Linked DNA regions of Mus musculus: region 2 is linked to region 1. Evidence: chromatin contacts called from public HiCAR-type data. All regions are on one chromosome and are shown on one strand. The core of a region is the stretch at or near the end of the contact, and the rest is flanking DNA. Distances in the headings are between cores, read along the strand shown. Region 1 holds the start of Zfp879 (zinc finger protein 879). Region 2 holds the start of Ltc4s (leukotriene C4 synthase).

The links. HiCAR-type assays count read pairs that join an accessible place to other places.
Region 2: a HiCAR-type map of astrocytes shows a contact between it and region 1, with 2.7 times the contacts expected there. The contact joins the promoter of Ltc4s here to the promoter of Zfp879 in region 1. A contact is called at or near these places in 1 of 484 Hi-C or Micro-C datasets (CD4 T cells) and 1 of 115 datasets of contacts at active chromatin or transcription factors (astrocytes).

Annotation. Positions count from the first base shown.
Region 1 is chr11:50,840,068-50,844,808 of GRCm38.p6, reverse strand. It overlaps Zfp879 (zinc finger protein 879), which reads left to right and starts at 3,257. Exons shown (of 5, transcript NM_173387.3): 1 at 3,257-3,439; 2 at 4,219-4,283. The coding sequence starts at 4,251.
Region 2 is chr11:50,235,901-50,241,044 of GRCm38.p6, reverse strand. Ltc4s (leukotriene C4 synthase) reads left to right here and starts at 2,513. Exons shown (of 5, transcript NM_008521.2): 1 at 2,513-2,667; 2 at 3,605-3,704; 3 at 3,781-3,851; 4 at 3,947-4,028; 5 at 4,333-4,584. The coding sequence starts at 2,610. The coding sequence ends at 4,474.

The DNA.
Region 1 (4,741 bases), core at 2,008-4,507:
ACAGTCCCCGGACATCCACGTGGTCCCCAGAAGTTGCCGTTACCAGGGGCATCCCATGCTCTAGTAGTAATATGTGCCACGGTATGTAGCCACAGACTCAGTCTTCTTGTTAAGGTGTAAAGCCTGGACTTATTAAACTTTTGACTTGCAAAGATTTTTGTTCCTGTCTGTGAGTTATCGGTTTACTTTCTTCATAATACATAACATTTTAAGATTCAAAACATTTGTTAAGATTCAAATTGCATTTTTCTTTTATTGTTTGTGTTTGGATAGCACATCTGAGATCCCACAGGCAATTCCAAAGTCATGAAGATTTATACCTGCCCTGGTTAGTTTTTTGTTAACAAACAAGAGTCCTCTGAGAAGAGAGAGTCACAATTGAAAATGCCCCCTGTGGGGCATTTTCTTGATTAATGATTGAAGTGGGAGGGTCCAGTCCCCTAGGGGAGGTGCCAGCCCTTGGCAGGTGGTCCTGGAGTCAACAAGAAAGTAGGTTGAGCAAGCCACAAGGAGCAAGCCAGTAAGCAGGTTCCTTCCTTCTGGGCCTCTGCATCAGCTCCTGCCTCAAGTTCCTGCTCTTACTCCATTCACTGATGGAGCATGACCAGAGAGAGAGAGTTCTAAGCTGAGATTGAACCTTTCCTGCCTACCCTGCCTCACCCCACTGCTGCTGCTTTTAATCACAGTGTTTTATCACAGCAATAGAAACCATAACTAAGACATCACTAAACACTCCCGTGTTTTATTTTTAGTGTTTTGTGATTCTAGCGCTAACATTTAGATCGTTGATCCATGTTGAGGGAATTTTTGAGTGTAATATGATGTTGGGTCCAAATTCAACCATTTGCATATGGATATCCAGTTGAATACACAGCAAGGTAGATGATGCATGGGCAGAAACCTGAGTGAAGAACAATGTTGGTGTCTGGGAGGTAGAAAGAACAGTAGCTGGAGCCCAGACGAAGAACAATGTCAAAATGACAACAGCAGTAATATCAAGGAACCAGAAAGGGTGTCCCTGCTGAAAATTTGTGTGTGAAACTCCACAGGAAAAACTGAGAGTGTGAGGGGGATAAAAGCAAAACAACACACTAAGCTGTAAGCAGATGTGGAAGCAGGGCATTAATGCAAAGCGAGATCCCGGTTTAAAAGTAAAAATCTAGCGCTACGGTAGACTGCCTGCCTCGCTTGCACAACTGGGTTCCAGTTCAGCACGGAGGAGTTAAAAAGAAATGGCCAGAGCATTTTTCAGAGAACAGGCACACACAGTGTGCTGAGGGAGACGAAGGAACACCAAACACATCTCCCCTTCCTCTGGTTGTGTTGGCATTTAGTCTGGGATCCGCCCCACAGTTACCTGGCAATAGCCAGGTATGCCTGACTCACTATAACAGGGGCAGCTTGCCTTCTCTTGTCTCTCTTGTTCTTGCTCTCTTGCTCCTGTTCCTTATTCTCCCTCCCCATTCCCCTCTCCCCCTCTCTCCCTGTGCTCATGGTCAGCCTCTACTCCTCTATATATTCTCTCTCTCTCTCTCTCTCTCTCTCTCTCTCTCTCTCTGCCTTTCTCTCAACTCCCCTCCTCATGCCCTGAATAAACTCTATTCTATAACATACTGTCCTGAGGCTGGTCCTTCACGGGGAAGGAAAGCCTCAGCATGGGCCCGTGGAGGCACCCCCTTTCCCCACACCTGACCACACATCCACCAAACAGATTTCATTCCTCCTTATCTTTTTATAAAACACAACAGGTTGTATTGCAGTCTGCTGTGTCAGCTCACAGCATTGAGCTGCTCTCACTCAGAGCAGAAAAGACCCATGTGAAGCCTTCTACTGAAGAAAAAACTAACCCATGATACTCAGTTATGTTGCAAAGGAATTTCTCTGTTCACAAAATATCACACAATAGGAGAAAATGACAACACACATTGTGAAATTGATTGTAGGTAAAATTAAAAAAATAAAATAAAATTAATGTTCAGGCCAAACCAAGAAGCAGAGGGGTAGGAAGAGCCAGCCCAACAGTCACAAACTGACAGAGACAAACCTGTCACAACCAGTCTTGTTTGAGCCAGAGATGTACTTTAGCAGATTAACGATTTGGGGGATGTAATGATTTAGGAAATGTATTTCTGTAATTCACTACATTAACAGATTAAAGGCAAAAAACATGATTATCTAAATGGATGCTGAAAAAGCAATTTGGTAATATCTACTTCATTCATGATTTAAAAGTTTAGCCATCTGGAGATCTTCTTTAGCTTGACAAAACTATTAACTAAAAGCCTACAGAAAGCACCTTACCTAGTGTGGAATCACTATAGTCCTTAAACTAAAGTGGTATGTTTTAGCATGTGTATTGAATGCTTTGTCTGTGCGTGGTTTGGTGGTTTGTTTGTTTATTTATTTTTTGGAGGGGGTAGTTCCATTCCTTCTGGTATATTTTGACAGGAATAGAAGCAGGATAGAATCTTACAGAGTTCGGTGACTTTCAGACCTTTGCAGAGCCTTCTGACGATGAAATTCTCCCACATTTGTACAGCAGAAGCCCTTCAAGTTGGTTCCCGGGACACTGTGATATGACCTTTAGTTGGCTGTCTTCCTTCCAGGCACCAGGGTCTATCTTGTGAGCTTCCTCACCCCTCCCATACCTCAAGGCGTTCCTTGTGTTAATTGCTACCTAGAGAACATAATTTGTATCTTGTTGAGACCGAATAATCATTCTTCAGAACTTTTACAGTGGACAAAGACAGGAAAAAATTTTTGTAAAAAACAGACATTTCCAACTTAAGTAATGAATAAATTATTTCTACCTGTTTGCTTCCCCTGAAAATCTGAGTTGTCCATGACAGTAATGACTAATATGGCAGTTTTTTGCTTAATACAAAGTATGAGCCAGCAATGAAAAATTGTGTATGTTATGTATCTTTTGTAGCCTAGAAAAAGCATAATTTTCTATTAAAAAATGAAAGAGGACAGTCCTTTCGCTATCTGAAACTAAGCAGTCAGAGCCTTATTCTTCAACATTTTAATGCACACTCACTTTTTCCTCTTTAGTAGTATTACCATTGTAATTATGAATGAAGCCTGCACAGAAACCTGAAAGCTGGTGGCAACTGAAAAGTTGATTCTCAGTCTTTAGGCGCCTGTGTCCCACTCTGCACCATACAGGGTGGGTAGGAGTGTCACAGTGCCTTCTGGGAAATGTAGTCCACAGTGGAAACCAGGTGGCTCGCGCGCACGCGCAGTTGAGCCTAGTCTTACCCGCTCTGGGCATTGAGCTTTCTGGGTTTTCTGGCAGAGCTGGAACGGCCGGGAACCTGCGGGCCAGGGCTGAGAGCCTGGCGGAAGCACGCAGAGGCCTCAGCTGCTGGTGAGGGCCTCGGGCCCTGACTCCAGGTTCTGCTGCCCGAACAGCGGTCAAAGAAGCCTCCGGCTTCAGGTTAGCTAGTCAAGTCGGCCTTGAGCAGATCGCCTGTAGGCTTTCAATCCTGGAGGTGAAACTTAGTTTCTGTCAGTCTTCGGTGCTGGACAGTATCTTAACTGAATTCCACAGTCCATTTTTTCCACTTGTGCCTTTGCTCTAAGGTTTTACTGTTGGAAAGGAGCAGAACGATGCTGGGCACGGAGCCCAGAACGTGTTAATATCATTCCCTCTACAGGAGCTGTCCTCCACCCCCTTTTTCTCTAAAATGTAAATTGAGTTCTGGCTAGTGCTGCTAGTTCTAGCTTGGGTGTGTGTGTGTCTGTTCTTGTTAATTTAAGTGACTTTGGTAATACTTTGGACCAGAGGCGAAGGCCCATGAGGAAGAGTGGACTAACTTCTAGTTGGTGGAGTCTGCAAAGGGCATGCATTCTGCAGGTGTGTCTTTCACTTGCAATGTCCAAGTGCAGATATGTGGAATATTTGTGCTTTTTCCTTACCTCCGGGAGTTGCACACAACGGTGCCCTTTACCTTGTTAATAATGAATTTGATAGCTGCGACTGTTTAGTTCAGTTCATCTTTATTCATAACCTCAAGTGAAAAGGTCATAGGCCCGTTGACAGTGTGCTTATACTTGGTACTCCTGCCCAGGTTCCCTGTCGCTTGGGTTCCCTGTCGCTTGGGGAGGTTGGGTTGTGCAGCTACCCAGCAGGTGTTTTCTAGCCTGGTGTGGCCCAGTGAGGGCTGGAGGGCAGCCAGGATGAGTAGACCTCAGAGTTTCTTTCTCTGCCTCAAGGGTCTTCTCAGGAGGAGCTACAGAGGGAGAAAATGACCACGAGGTTGCTGCCAGCCCAGGTTCAGGTGAGTAAAGGCCACTTCTGTTTTTGAGCTGCCTTTGGGCTGCAGCGGGACGGGGGCGGGATTTATTTTATTCTTTCTTGAGCTTCTCTGGGCTTCCTTATACAGGCAGAGGAGATGGAATCAGGCCAAAGGCTGTCAGTACAGCTTTTTAAAATATCTTTTTCCACTTATACCTTTTGACTAGTGGAAAGCTTAACCCCTCCCTCCCAATATGTTAACCTACTTGAGGTCTTATGACTGATTGTAGGACTGGTCTCATTATCACTTGTCTCATCAATGCTCATCAGCCTCATTCCCCATGTTGCCATAAAGCTAAGCTTAAACAATAGAGCTTTGTCCCTATACCAGCCCCTACCTTCACACCCAGATCTAACTTCCTCCTCATCTCTAGAAGTGATTCTGGGCTATATTCAAAGGAACAGAAGGAAAAGGTTATGTACCGTAAATGCAGAAACAGA
Region 2 (5,144 bases), core at 1,264-3,763, 600 kb after region 1:
TCTGCCTGCCTCTGCCTCCTGAGAGCTGGGATTAAAGGCCTGCGCCACCACTGCCTGGCCCTATGGGAATTCTTCCCTGCTGTTTTTTTTGTTTTTTTGTTTTTTTTTTTAATGAGTCTAAAATAGAAGCAGGCCTCTTATGTAGCCCAGGCTGGCCTAAGACTCTCCATCCTCCTGCCCCAGCCTCCTATGTGCAGGGATCATGGGCACACAATATACCTTTTACTTACAGCTTAGAGTCAAGGGCCTGACAGTGCACTGTGGCTGATGTCCAGTACAGTAGCAATGTTTTCTCTCTACCCTCATGGTCCACTGACCTTTCCACCGGGTCAGAGTTTAACCATGAACTCAGCATCCAGAAGGTTCCTCAGAGCCATTTAAGGATTGAGCCAGCAAAGGTATACCATGCAGAGCTCAGGGAAGAAGATGCTGGTGCCTGCAGGACTGGCTCTTTGGTCAGAGGGTGGGCAGGTCCAGTGGAGCCCTTAGAAGCTAGGCAAACCAAGTACAAGGAGAAGAATCAAAGGATGCAGGGAGGGAGTCAAAGACCAAGCCCCTTGTCCCTGCCCTGAACATCTGCTCAGGGACTTCCTGAGAAGTTGCTGATATCAAGCCTCTGTTTCCTGTGGCCAGGCCAGAGAGAATGAACTTTGATGGGAGGACACATGGGCCTGAGAGGAAATGTAAGGTTGGCAGAGCAGAGCCTGAAGTAACACAAGACATAGACTTGTCTGTAGCCTGCACCGGCGAGCACCCACGCTCACCGCAGAGACACGCAGAGATGTTCATTTGCTGACAGGCACGCAGACAGGCACACTATCCACATGGGCATATAGGAGCATGGCCTGCCTGTATCCTATGTTCTGCCTTTTCTTTTTTTTTTTTTTTTTTTTAAAGACTCATTTATTATTATATGTAAGTACACTGTAGCTGTCCTCAGACACACCAGAAGAGGGAGTCAGATCTCGTTACGGATGGTTGTGAGCCACCATGTGGTTGCTGGGATTTGAACTCTGGACCTTCAGATAGCAGTCGGGTGCTCTTACCCACTGAGCCATCTCACCAGCCCTGTTCTGCCTTTTCAATGCCTTCCCTCCCGGAAGCTGCCCCAACTGCAGCCTCCTGAAGTTTGGAACCCAAGCATTGGCATGGTGCAGGCCCATCTTGCCCTGGAACGCCTGTGTCCTGACCATTCCTTGAGTTCAGAGCACCAGCTACTGCTATTACACGTTGGTGTAATGCAAGGACCAGCGTTGACCCAACTGTGATCTTGAGAAACCTGCAGAGCCCCAGCAGGTAGGCCTCAGATCTTCTGAGGGCAATAATGAACAAAGAGACCGAAGGGGTTCTGGGGAGTCCACAGGGACCAAGGCCTCAGGCAACGAGGACGGAGGCTGGCTGTGGGGAAGCAGAAGCTCCCAAGGGTGACCCTGTCTTATGACACCCATGATATGGCCAAGCTGGCTGCAGGGACAGGAGTGTGGCCTAGGACCTGTTAGTTCCCCAGTACACGCTCCTCTCCTGTCCTGTGCTGGTTCACGCCCTTCACCTATGGCTCCGTCCACTCTTCCAGATGGATCTGGATTTTGCCACTGCTGACCAAATCTACCTCAAACCAGCTTCATCGGAAAAGAGAAGTGGCTATTTCACAAGGAAGAACAGTCCAGGAGCACACACCACACAAGGTGGCCCCCAGGGCTCGACAACAAGAGTTTCTCAGCTTCTGTACTCTTAAGCTTCCTTTCCCAGACTGCTAATGGAAGTTTCCAGAACTGGGTCTCTCTTCTGTCAACATCGGCACACATGACTACACCACAAGTGTGGCAGTGGTGGGGAGTTGTCAGCTTTGTCTGGTGTGGAAAGGACTAGGCTAAGGAAGGGAAGGGTCAGTGCCTGGAGCCAAGTAGGATGCTGGGCAAATACACCAGCCTAGAGACAAGTATTTCCCCATAACCAAGGATAAAAAATATCATTCATGAGCCTTTGGGGCTCTGAGGGGGATGGGCCTCAGGATGCCAAGGAGGAAGAAGAACATGGGTAGGTCCATTGTGGCTGGGGACACCTGGACATTATGAAGCCATAGGGAGTTGGGAAGGGTGTGTCAGCACTAGACATTACAGAGTAGCCCTGGATGGGAATACAGACCCAGTCATCACTGGGGTAGGGGAAGTCAGGGGTGGGAGTCCAGGAGCCCAGAGCCTAGGGTAAACCCTGGATGAAGGGGAAGTCTGAAAGGCCAGTGGGAAACTACCAAGGATGCAGGGTCTAGATGATATGGTAGCTGGAAACACACAAGGCTAGAGGGGGCATGGGTGAGCAGTCAGAGGGAGCCTGGGTGAGCAGCATGAGTTCCGCCACCACAGGACTAAGCACGGAAAGGCCAGGAACAACTGGAAGGAAGTGGTCAAGCTGTCCACAGCACTGGTTTCTACCTTCCCAGCCTGGCCAGGCTCCCTGCCTTTGTGGATACAGTCATATCCCCACCCCTCCCCGCCTCTACTGCAAAGGGGTGGAGAGCGCCGAGGCTCTTCCTCTCCTGGGCCAGCGTCTGAGTAGCACACTGGGCGATAAGAAGAACACCAAAGCTAATTCTGCCTGTGGCTGGCAACATGAAGGACGAAGTGGCTCTTCTGGCTACCGTCACCCTCGTGGGAGTTCTGTTGCAAGGTGGGCTGGCTCCTGTCTGGGAGGTGGGTGGATCTTACATCCTGTAGTCTGCTCTCTTCAGGCTCCTGGGGTAGGGAATTGGGGTGCTGGCAGGCCCAGGCTCAGGAGAAGGACAGGAGGCTTCTAGGCTAGCCTCCTGGTACCAAGGTCCAAGCAATTCAAGAACTGTTGGAGGGCCAAAGTTCCAGCTGAGAAGTCCCCACTTCCCTGGAGCAGGTATAGACACTCTCTAAGGAGTGTCTACAGGGGAGGACCAGGTGAAGGATGGCCACCCTGCTGAGGGGCCACTTGAGGTGCCTGCCTTGTGGTGGGAGCTGGTATCTGTTTGGGAGTGCAATACAGTGACTAGTGGAATAGCTATGGGCTTAGGTTGGGAGAGTCCCAACTCCACGCATCTGGAGCACAGTATCTGCCAGATTTAAGGCTGGGTCCATGATGTCTAAACAGAAACTGAGACAAGAATTTATGCTATTGTGTGGTGGTACTGAGACCCAAGCTAGACTGACTCTGGCTTGTGGCAGAGTCCCTTCTGGCTGATTCTGTAGAGGGGAAACCAGGGTCCCTTAGCCACAGAACGTGTGCTTCCTTGTTCCTTAAAGAATACAGCCAATTTTGCCCTGGTCCATTGCCTACGCAGGGGGTCCAGACCTGCAGAACGGGAGGTAGGCATTTGCCTGTGCTTTGCAAGTCAAATCGTTCAGGAGTAAAGTCTTCTAAGGTTCCTCCCACCGGCAGGTGTTTCAGCCGCGCATCACCCTAGTCAATCAACCCTCAGGCCTACAGGGCCTCTCCATTGAACACCACTGATGGGGCAGGTGGGAGAAGGGCATTAGAAGAGAGTCGCTCAGTGAGAGGCAAGGAGAGGGGAACTAAGGGACGGATCCCGCTCCAGATCTGCGGAGCACCACACCTGACTCCCACACCCCCACGGCCGCAGCCTACTTCTCCCTACAGGTGATCTCTGCACGAAGGGCTTTCCACGTGTCGCCGCCGCTCACCTCTGGCCCTCCCGAGTTCGAGCGCGTCTTCCGAGCCCAGTGAGCGCGGCGGGTCCGGGCGGGTTCGGGTGTCAGCCAAGGTGAACCACGCGCTCACCCAGCCTACCCCTCGCAGGGTAAACTGCAGCGAGTACTTTCCGCTGTTCCTCGCCACACTCTGGGTCGCCGGCATCTTCTTCCACGAAGGTGCGGGGCAGCGTGGGGGCACACTTCGGGGGTGGGGGTGATCCCGGATGGCGGGAGCTCGTGCTCACCGCGTCGCCTTGCATCGACTCTCGCAGGAGCCGCAGCCCTGTGCGGACTGTTCTACCTGTTCGCGCGCCTCCGCTATTTCCAGGGATACGCGCGCTCAGCGCAACTCAGGTAACTCTGGCCGGACTTCCGGGAAAGCACTGCAGGGGAGGGTCGCTCCCCAACGCCGCTCAAAGGGTGGGAGGCGGCGATCGGCCACAGGGGACCCATGGAAAGAGATCTGGGGACAGCGGGTGGGCGGACCTAGCCCTAGCGAGCCGGTGTAGCCCGGAGTGGGAGGGGCTTGAGCCTGCGGGGCAGGCCTAGTCTGGAGGGGGAGGGCCTAGGCCTGGGGGCAGTCCTAGCATGGAGGGGGCGGGGCCTTGTGTGGAGGCGGGGGGGGCTTGGCTCCGCTCCCGCTGAGCGCCACCCGCAGGCTGACTCCCCTATACGCGAGCGCGCGCGCACTCTGGCTGCTGGTGGCGATGGCTGCACTGGGCTTGCTAGTCCACTTCCTCCCCGGCACGCTACGGACTGCGCTCTTCAGATGGCTCCAGATGCTCCTGCCGATGGCCTGAGGCGAAGGCCCTCCGAATCAGCAGAACTGGAGATCTTCGAACAAAACGCTGGGGTGCCCGCCCCCGAATCCCAGTTTTTAATTAAAGTTCCCACGACGGTTCCGTCTGCATTCTCTGGGTCTGAGAGGGTCGCTTACCGCAGCTTGGAGAGCCCAAACCCCAGACAGATGCAGCCAGGCTTTGGGAGGCTTGGATAGGCCAGCATAGGCAGGCTTGGATTCGTTCTTATCACTGTACTGTCTTCTAGACAACACCTTGCCTGCGCAGCTACCTCTGCCTTGACATTTCTTTCCAGAGATAGCCACCCCTCACCCACCTTTCTGTACTTGGGGCTCACCTTCCTCTCAAGCTGAGCCTCAGGTGTTGGATTCTATCTTGTATGCCTTCGTGTCCCCCAACACCCAGCCCTGACTTCCCAACTAGAACCTATCAAGTCTTTTCCTAAGTGAGATCTGGGTCCCTGTTTTTGATCAGTGCTGAATCTCCAAATAGAGGTTCAGGACACCCCAGCTAAGGCCACACAGCAGTGAGTGTGGCCAAAAATGTAGTCAGTGATAGGTTCTCTCAAGTGGATCTCTGGATGTTTGAAGAGGACCGGACTTAGGTAGGCCTACTGACAATACACCTCAAAATGACTTTTAACCTACCTGGCCAGCAAAAATGCTCTTAA